Regions from separate parts of the Gossypium arboreum genome. Here region 1 is linked to region 2. The links are chromatin contacts, called in public Hi-C maps. All regions are on one chromosome and are shown on one strand. The core of a region is the stretch at or near the end of the contact, and the rest is flanking DNA. Distances in the headings are between cores, read along the strand shown.

Region 1 (5,003 bases), core at 960-3,459, 350 kb after region 2:
TTGGTTGTGAACGTAAAATCTCCGAAGAGTGACATTCTTAAATTTAATGCATTGTCTTGAAAAGTTTTAGATGATAATACTTCTTCGATTTTCAAGACTAATAGATATCACTACTCAAGTTTTAATTTTTTATTAGAATTCTCTTAGCTTACTTTGTTTATTTCAAAACATACTTTTGAATTCCCAAATTGTATCAATGTTTATAAATTACAATTGGATATTCCTTAAAAAATTGTTTAGCTTGTTTGATTTTAGTTCCTTTTACTTGTAGCCTAGCATATTTATGAGATAGAATCTCACAGATGTGCGACGTTTGTTAAGTCTCGATTCAAGGAGTGACACTGAGAATAGCTTTAAAAATATGACTTTAAGGGGTGACACTAAGAATAACTTTAGAAATATGACTTTAATGCATAAGGATCCACTACTTGTAACTTGTTTATAACTCTTTTGCAATACCAACTTGTTTATATCTTTTGAAAAACTTGAGATTTACTTGTATTGACAAAATAAAAAACCTTTTGTAGCACTACAATTAGACTTATTAACTCATAGACAATCCCATTGACACTTGAACATATACTCCTATGTAACTCTATGAATCAAGAAAATTACAAAACAAGAAGAGTAGAAGAAACAAAGGAAGAGTGGAAAAAATATTTTCAACTTGTTGCTTCCCACTAGGAAGCATGGGAAAGAATTAATGGGGAAGTATGGGAGAAGCCATGGGAAGGTAGTTGAAGAAGGAATTATAGCAAATGGCTTATAGTATAAGATAATAATAGATCAAAAGACAAGGCAAGCTGACACAGGCCAGGCCAGCTAAGAGAACCAGAAGAATGCTGGAGCAGGAAGAGGGGGTGAAATGTGCGGATTAAAGGGGCAGTCCAATCAAATCATTGGGTTATTCATTCATACTTGCAGTTTAAGCTGTTCACTTGAAATATCATCTTAGTTTAATGATTTATTCATCCGTATATGAAGTTAACACTTATAAACTGTTCTAGCATATATTGTATTATATTCACAGTCCAAACTAGCTGTTGACATAGGGAAATAATACTTATAGTTTTACTTCTATGCTTCTACAAATACCCATTCCGCAGTTCCAACGAGAAAAAAGGGGGGAAATGGAAGAGGGAAAATGGAGTCAAATTTTCAGTAGTCCCACAATTTAATTAAGTCCTTTTTACTTACATTCAGTTTCTCACACCATGTCTGCAAAACTGTAGGAAGCTCTACTCGAATGATGTGCAGAATTGAGTGATTTATTGTCCCCCTTCGCCTTCAGACAAACGCGTACAGCATTTAAAGTCCTCAGGGGATGAACCCTTTGCTGTCCTTTTCAATCATCTCTGTGAATAACTTGAGAGAAAACAGAGTCATTTCCACTTGTCTTTGTCAATGTAACAAATAATGATCCGTATTTCTCTTTCCTTGTTCTGTTTTTTTCTAAGTTTTTTTTTAAAATTTATTATTCTTGCCGAAATTTTGGAATTAATTAACTTCTGAAGTTCATCCAATGCAATAAAAAAAATGAATATAAGGATATTTTCAAGCTAAAAGAGAGTATTTAAACTATTGGTTTGGTCGGTAAGATATGGAGCCAAACAAATCTTAAGTATGGAATGTTTGAAACTACGAATCGCTGGCTGGGGTGTTAAGGATCATTGTACAATTCCATATAACCACTTCCATCCTCTTCGCTTTACTTTTTTTTTTAACTCCCCTTAAATCCCTGGCAAAGACTTGGGTTGTTTGTCTCCAGCAATTCCTTGTTTTGCCCATTACATGCATGCACAGACAGACAAGGGTCCAGAGATACGCAAAAGCTTATCCCGAATCCAGCTGCAGAACATAGCCCAGAAGAGAGTAGAATAATAGTTCATGAATTAGATGTATATATAATATCTCCTTCAATGATAAAACAAAGGGTCTATACTCCATACAGTTACTGAGATTTAAATCTCACCTATATGAATCAATGAAAAAGATCCATATAAAGCTCTCTTTTTTCACTCTTTTGACAGTCTGGGCCTGAGGCAAGCTGGTGTATATTTAATATCCATTAATACTACTAACATTTACAATATATAATATGTATGTCAACAAACTGAAAGTGGAGAATCACACTCTGCCCAAGAAGCTTATCCTATCCCTCTTTCATATCTTATCTTTTCCCACTCTCAACTTGTGGGGTCTTAACATCGAGAACTTCGAAAGATCACACCGATCAAGCACCATCCTTTCTCACTCAGAGTTCATGTCTGACCTTACAAGCAATAATTTTCTTATACCCTTTTTTATATAATGACATGCATGTTCGTACACTTTCGTATCAAGACACCAACTGCTATAAAAATGGCTACACCATCTCAATATCCATACATTTCAGCTTAAGAAATAAATAACATCACTAAACCTCCTACCAAGACTTCGACCAACCCAAGCTCATAACCTCTTAGGCCTTAGTTACATATCATGTCAACCAATTAATGCTCCCCCCAAAAGCTCTCTCTCTCTCCCTCTCTCTCTTTCTACTGCTATATAATCCTTTCTTTCAGTTCCATCTGTTTCACTACCCAAATCTCCATTTCAGATTACATGTGCAAGTTCCTTTCCCCCATCTACTCTCTGTCTATGTTGGCATATTGCTAGACAATGAAGGGGAAATTTCTAAAGGCATGCATTACCAAATGGAGGAAGATGGGGAATAGAGTCATACCTTGTGGCAGTTGCGAATACTGTTATGAGTGGGCAAAGTGGCCTAATACCAAGAATGAAGAGAGTTCAATCCCGAGAGATGTGCCAAAGGGTCACTTGGTAGTATATGTTGGTGAAAACTATAAGAGGTTTGTAATTAAACTTACCTTGCTCAAGCACCCACTGTTCAAGGCATTGCTAGATCAAGCTCAGGATGAATATGATTTTACCACAGACCCCAAACTCTGCATTCCTTGTGATGAAAGCCTTTTCCTCGAAGTTGTTCGATGCGCTAGCTCTCCTCAAGATTGAACACTCTCCCGGTGTCTAAAGGATTTTATGCTAGAAACTTGATTGATTCACGGGGTTTCAGTCTAATAAGAACGCTAATCTATAGTATACTGAGTAGATCGTTGTAACATTTTTTTTGTAGCATATAAATGTAACTCCACTGAAAAAGTATTTGACTTCCTGTTTGCCTATTTTAAGTTCTGGTTCTAAGGGCCTCAACCTCTCAAGGCATATGAAAGCTCGTGTGCCTAAATGGAACCCAATTAAACACACAGTACGATACCATATCAACACCAAACCCCTACCAGCTCCGGAATCCACTTTACATTGGAACTTGAAAGAACAGCTAATTGAGGTACAAAACGTATGTGTAGATGCGGGTATATGTTAAACGTATGTTTAATTTTTTTTCAAGTCTCTTTCTCTACATCCATATCCAAATGTCTGCTGGACATGGTTGTCAATATTTCATACAAAATAAAGAAAAATATAGTATAAAGCTATAAGATTAGAATTATATTACTATCAATGAAAATTGCCCTAGAGACCGGGGAAGCAGGCTCCTTAATCTCATCGAGCCCGTCTCAAGGGCAGTGTCCATGATACTTACCTGTAACAGTAAAGCATGGTTCAACTAGCAGATGCACGCAAAAAGCGGGTAACTAACGAGGAAGAATCAGACATTCTAGGTTTAGCTAAGATTATCGAACTGTGTTCTTCAAGATTCATCTAGAAATTCAGGAACAAATGCTGCAAGAAGAATGAACAGAACTTTAGACGTCAAGTGTCTGAATCAAATTATGACACTAGATTAGCAAGCAGTGACCTTGAAACACGGAAAAGAATCGAATCCCAAGCATTTGCACTGTGTTAGCATGGGATGTTGTCAAATGCATGACGATAGAAAGGTTACAAGTCAAAAGGTGGGAAAGCTATGGTTCCTTAGCACTGAGAAACGCTGTATGCAGGTTCAACGCCAAAGAATTTCTTCAGCTTGGAACCTCCAAAGTAAAACCAGAGAAGTTGCGAAAAGATAGAACCTCTAGTATATTGAGCTACGAATAATACACCAATCGACACACAGTAGAATCTTGTAACATATCATATTCTTTGCTCATTAGCATCGTAAGTCTAAACTGTCTACAACAATGAGAATAGATATATAAACTCAGTCTTCGCATAACAATAATACTTGCCAACAAATATAGACAGAAACAAGGACCAAAGGAAACTTGGTTACAAATCACAGCAGAGCATACTACAAGAATCTACAGAGTATGACAAAATATTACAGACTATAATGTATTGAATCTGAAAACTATAAAAAATTTGATGATGATGATAACAACAACAAAACTCAGTCAGAAAACTTTGCGGCACCTTAATAGAAAATGCTTATTATAAGATCTTGTTCCATACGAAAAACAAGATACAGCCATCCACATTTTCCACCAACATGGAGTAAATGTATTTCAAAGCCACAACCCAAAAGTTTCTTTTAAGACAAAAAACCAGCTTCGTTGAACCTGTCCAACTACATGGGCAAAACGGCCGCTTCATTCCTGAAGCTACCCAATAACAACATTGGAATAACAAAATCCAGTTTGAGGATAATGTTGACAATTTAATTTTATATAACACCATTTTGGTGATTTGAACCCTGTAAAGATATAAGAGGGCAACCATCCTTAAAGTCTCTTATAAACTAACATAAACACCCTCAAATCCCAATTCACCATGACAACTTGTTGAACTTAGACTACACTCCGCAAATTACCAACAATTACAAGCGATGTAAAAACAAGAAAAGACTCCTACAATGCAAAAACAGAAAATCATAACATCACATATAAACAGTCTAAGGACAACAGCACTAGCAGTATTTGAAGCATGAGAAATTATTACCATTCTCATATACCAGCAAGGAACAAGTACTGCAAGGCAGTAAGAAACAACTGATGGCAACAGAATATACACACAGAAGCTTTGTAGTGGAAAATATACACAAG
Region 2 (5,547 bases), core at 1,636-4,135:
TAGAAATGCAAGGGTTAAACCACAACATAAAGACAACACACCTGACAGTTACCATCTCCTTGGACCTTGAGCTCATCAAAACCGTATAGCTGCAACCTGGATACGGAAAGAAACTCCATTGATGTAAACCTTCATGCTAACATATAGAAGAAAAACAAAAAGAATAATCACCTGTTTAACAACCTTTCATGATCAGACATTGCTTCATCAATTGAAGGTATTTCGCCATTGATTCTAGGGACATGCTGCAACAAACAGATTCAAATGCATTAGAAGAAAATGGCAGAATTGCAGGTTCTCATGCATCAACCAAAATTAAGTCATTTTAACAATTTTAAATGCAAATCAGAGGATCACGTAAATGGACATAATAAAAATAAATAATAAACGACGACACTTTTATAAGGTAAACTTACAGGAATAGGAATCATTTGATTCAACCTCTTGCCTAAATAATCATCTAGTATATAATATCCATCAGTCGGCTCCAAAGAGCTGGAAAAATCCTCCGAATCACTAGCGCTAGAGCACGAACTAGGTGGCACCAAAACATCAGATTCATCCTGGCCATATTCATAGGCTGCACATTGGCAAAATAAATTCCAAATAGTGGTAATCTTATAAATACCATGAAAATGATATAAACATGATAGGAAAAGCTTCTAGACACCTGAATAATTGTAGTTTGTTGCTAATGGACTATACCAATCATGAGGTCCACTGGATGCTTGCAATTGTTGTTCATCAGCATGAGAAAATTGAGAAGCTTCTGCTACATCGAGATGTGAGAACTCTTCCTGAAGGATACCAGCAATGACCTTATCATTCTCTATCTGGCTGCTTTGAGTATCCGTATGACCTCTAAAATCATGCATGTGATGATACATTTCACCATTATCATGCTGTATTGTATAACTATATACGGAAGGATAAAACAGGTCACCCCCCAGAACCCAATGCATGAAATCTGAATCTTGCTGATTCATAATCATCAACTTCAAACAAACACTTGACCATCTGTACAAGCAATTCTTAATTAGATATTTGTTCACACATAAAAAGAAAAAAAAAAGCATTTGGATATCCGTATTCATGCATGAAGAAATAAATCCTAAAACTGCAATTACCCTGAAAACCACAGGGCAAAGGCTCTGCTGCAAGCATCAAACTAAGAAACTGCAGCAATACATTTTCTTTGTGGAAAGTTATGGAAACCTAGAAAGCTAAGTAGTCATATCTATTTGCTCTAGTTTTTTCAAACTATTTAAGTCAATTGTCTATACAGCACCAAGTTCTACATGAACTATATTTGTATTGATGATACTTTGTGAAAGTTCATTCAAAATAATTAAAATTAATTGCAAAAAGATACTAAAAATTCTGTAAATAAACAAATGATGAAGTATCAATTTATTTTCTTCAATCTGAGGATACCTTCTCCTTCAAATATATCTTTAAAAAAAGTAAGCACTATTGATAATGAGTTAAGAATCAAGACCACCTTGTCTAAAAAGAAACCCAAAAGGAGTTATGAGAAAGATATTCTTTTCATTTCAGACAAAACCCCAAATAAGAATAACTTTGTAATAAAGGCAACAAAAAGGACTACATTAAAAAAGTTTGTTTTAGTGGATTTTCATTGCACCACAGAATAAAAATGTTAGCTCTCTAAATTTACCGGTGGAATCAATTCTATTCTATCCTAAAGCAACCATCTTAAAAGATAATAAATAAAAAATTGTCGAAGTCAAATTAGATAAAAATACTTTCTTTATTTACACTTTGATCTAGATCCAATTCTAAGATGCTCTCCACTTAGAGTTTCATTTCTGAATAAACTACTGAAAATTTAATGACGAAAACGACAATTAATTCTTTAAGGTTTCTCTTATGCCTGGATATAATTTACAGTTCATACACACGATTTCATAACATATACAAAACCATGGAAACCACAAAGCACAAAACTCAAAATTTCCAAAAAAAAAAAAAAACACGTCGATTCAAATGAAAACTTGATGTAGCCGATCAAACATAGAAACACAAGGATTAAAAAGAAAAAATCCGAACTTTATCATTAAGCAACCTAAAAACATGAAAAAGAAAAAAACCCAGAATTCAGAAAACACTAATAAACAATACGAATTAAACCCAGAAATAGGTGATCATTTCCAAGTCCATTCAATCAAAACAATAAAAAAAAGATCTGGAATTTACAGTACTCACCAAACCAGGAAGGTTGAAACTTTAGTTTCAAAAGGAAAAAACAAGACACAAAAGCAAACAAGGAACTATTTCACAAGAAACAATGGAGTACACGAGTGACTTAAGATAACGATCGAACGTTGAATTTTTTGAAACGAAAAAAAAATACATAAATAAAAAAAGGGGAAAAAGCTAAAACAGCTTCATTTTGACGTATTTATAAACAAATTGTTGTTTCCCGCGGGCGTTAAAAAGACAAGCAAGTCCCGATCCGATTCCGTACGGATGGCCCTTTCAACCGTTGGATCAGAGTTTCGAGCGGACGTGATATTCCGTTGAGTTTAAGCGGCATCTTCTAATTCCATTTAATGAGTTGTTCTGAATTTTTAAAGGAGACCGGCGAATAATTGGTTTTTGAGTTGAAAACTATGCAAAATGAAGTGTTTGAGATCCTTCCATTAATTGGAGCAATTACGAGATCTAGGGCTGCGAATTTGATCTGCTTAGGTTGCTGCGAATTTGACGGTTCTGACCTTTGCCTTGAAATCAATTTTATTGCCTAAGATTTCAATTAACAATTTAAAATGGTTGTTATTCGGAAAAAGAGAAAATACAATTTAAAAATGGTCCAAAACAGTCCAACTCCGTCCTCTCTCATATTCACATCAACATCATACTAGGTACCTCATCTTATTTTTATTCAAGTTTTTATATTTGTATCCACATTTGGATTTGCTAGTAAACTCAAACATTTTACGAGTTGCATGAAAATTGCAATAATTTGTTTATTTTATTTTGACAATTGTAAATTATACATCATCTTCATTTTAAGTACTCAAAATAAAATAAAAATTATGATTTAAGTACTTATGTTAATTATTTTGGTCAATTATAAGCGATTAATTGACATGGCAATTACAAAAATCAATATAATAATAAATTTAGCCTTAAATTTTTACATATTATATTAATTTAGTTATAATTTTAAAAATTAACTCTCAATTTATAAATTATCTCAATTTGATCTTAATTCTAAAAATTTAAAGAAATATATAAAAATACATAAATATTTTTTGAAAAATATAATAATAAATTTATATTTTATATAAATATTTATATTAATATTAAATAAATATAATTATATTAATATTAAATAAAATAAAATCCCCCACTCCCGTTGCTCTCTCCCTTCAAACCTCCCCCACCACCGTCCTTGTCTCCTTTCCCTTCACCCCTACTCAAGGCGATGAAAAGTTGTTAGTCTTTTTATTTTGTCTCTCAAAGATGGAATTGAAATAACTTTTTTTGGGAGATTTTTTCGCCTCTTATTTTCTGTTTTTCCTTTTTCTAAGAAGAAACAGAGAAGAGAAAAAATATAGGTAGAGAAAAATAGAGATAATGAGTATAGTGAATGTTAATAGCAACCAAGTTACATTCTTCAAGAGGCATTCTTGGTTGCTTAAAAAATGGGAGGGACAATGGTGGGGGAGGTCCGATGCAAGAGAGAAGAGGGACGAGGATGGGAGAATTTTTGTTTTATTTAATATTAATACTAATATTAATATAAAATTTAAATTTATTATTATATTTTAAAAATATTTATGTATTTTATTTTTAGAAGTAGGATCAAATTGAGATTATTTGTAAATTTTAAGGATTAATTTTTTTAAAATTATGGTTAAATTTCTATAACATGTAAAAGTTGAGGACTAAATTTGTTATTATATCGATTTTTTAACTGTCACGTCAACTTGCTATTTGTGATTTTAACAAGAGTGACCAAATTATTAAACTATGTAACGTGGGTGCTTAAATTACAAACTTCTTATTTTGGATACTTAAAATAAAAAAGTTTTAATAGCTAATTGACTATTTGTGTAGTTCACCCTTAAAAAAAAAAACAATACCATACTTTTTTTTAAAAGGAATTGGGCTTGCATTTAAACAAACAAACAGTAAGTCCAACAAGTGAAACCAACAGAAAATAAACCAAACAAAGCAAACCAAAACAAAAGCCCAATACAAACGCCCACTCTGGAAACAAAACCCTAAATAAACAAACGATAAGCAGTTCCAATAGCCAACTAGATGGCAATAGAGGCAGCTAAAACGCCAACAGGTCCCAATGAGAAAGAGACCAACCAACCAGAGCACGCAAAAATCCAACAAAAAAGAAACTCAGCCGTTAATCCACATGCAAGAATCACAGATGTGGCACCAGAGTTGTCCCAAACCTACCAGAAAGTCAGCTAAAACCCCAATCACTCCTATAAGGACCAAAGAAACCCCAATGAAACATGCCCTCTAGATCTCACCACTTCCCCTTCAATCACCTCGCAAAACAACACGGCGATCAGCCTCCATTGTTCGCTGCACAAAATCAGGAACACACCCACACAGGTAAAAGTCCAACCCAGCCTTCAATCTTTCCTTTGCCAACAAATCGGCCATTGTGTTACCTGTACGAAAGACATGTCGAAATTCACATTGGCCAAAAAAAACCTACCTAGTGCTTGATGTCTCGGATATAGGAGCCAAGGACTAACGTATTAGACCAAAAGGAGTTGGCCTTTCGAATTATCATAAGGGTGTCGCCTTCAACAGCCATATCTAAAAACCTGAGAGCCAGGCCCAAGCAGGCCACCTTAAGGTAAACAATGGCTTCAGCAGCAAAAATCGAACGCATGTTTCTGCTTACCACCTGGTGAGAACCCAAAACTGTTCCTTGGTGATTTCAAATAACAACTCCCACGTAGGATGTCCTAGAAGGTGCATGAAAAGCTACATCAAAGTTCATCTTTAGACAGCATCCATCCGGAGGCCACCACTACTCAGGCCCAATCAGATGCCCAGGTAGTTTCTCCTAAACCACGTCTAACATAGGAGGTAAGGTTCAACCCTTTAGATTAGAACATGCATCTGTATAATAGCATTATCATGCACATGTTGATTCTGAGCATTCAAATAGACCAGAGAGCATACTGAAACAGCCTGGTTTAGACCCTAGTCGGAATAGTGGTTTTGGGACCACAAATCTGAGTCAGAAAAATATTTTTATATTATTTTCCATGCTTATTATATGTGAATTAGTATGTGTGAAAATTTCGTATGAAAATTTGATCATTTGTATGCTTAATTTGATAAAAGGACCTAATAACGTAAAATGTAAAAGTGGCCTTCTATTTGTTAAAGTGCTAAATTGCTATGTTTTATTAAATGTGGAGCCTTTATATTGTTATTAAACCATTAGCTTATTGGATGGACAAATATATCATTAGTTGGTGGATTTTTAATGAATGTTCATTAAGGATAAAATAGTAATTGATAAATTAATATGTGATT

The links. A called contact is a pair of places that touch in the nucleus more often than the background predicts.
Region 1: a Hi-C map of leaf shows a contact between it and region 2, with 2.7 times the contacts expected there. The contact joins the promoter of LOC108470016 here to the promoter of LOC108460582 in region 2. A contact is called at or near these places in 2 of 5 Hi-C or Micro-C datasets (both in leaf).

Annotation. Positions count from the first base shown.
Region 1 is chr4:98,604,800-98,609,802 of ASM2569848v2, forward strand. It overlaps LOC108470016 (indole-3-acetic acid-induced protein ARG7), which reads left to right and starts at 2,210. Exons shown (of 1, transcript XM_017771192.2): 1 at 2,210-3,172. The coding sequence starts at 2,662. The coding sequence ends at 3,015. LOC108470015 reads right to left here. Exons shown (of 1, transcript XM_017771190.2): 1 at 4,618-5,003.
Region 2 is chr4:98,256,060-98,261,606 of ASM2569848v2, forward strand. It overlaps LOC108460582 (OVARIAN TUMOR DOMAIN-containing deubiquitinating enzyme 10-like), which reads right to left and starts at 2,886. Exons shown (of 11, transcript XM_053027385.1): 1 at 2,227-2,886; 2 at 706-797; 3 at 417-580; 4 at 172-245; 5 at 42-96. The coding sequence starts at 751.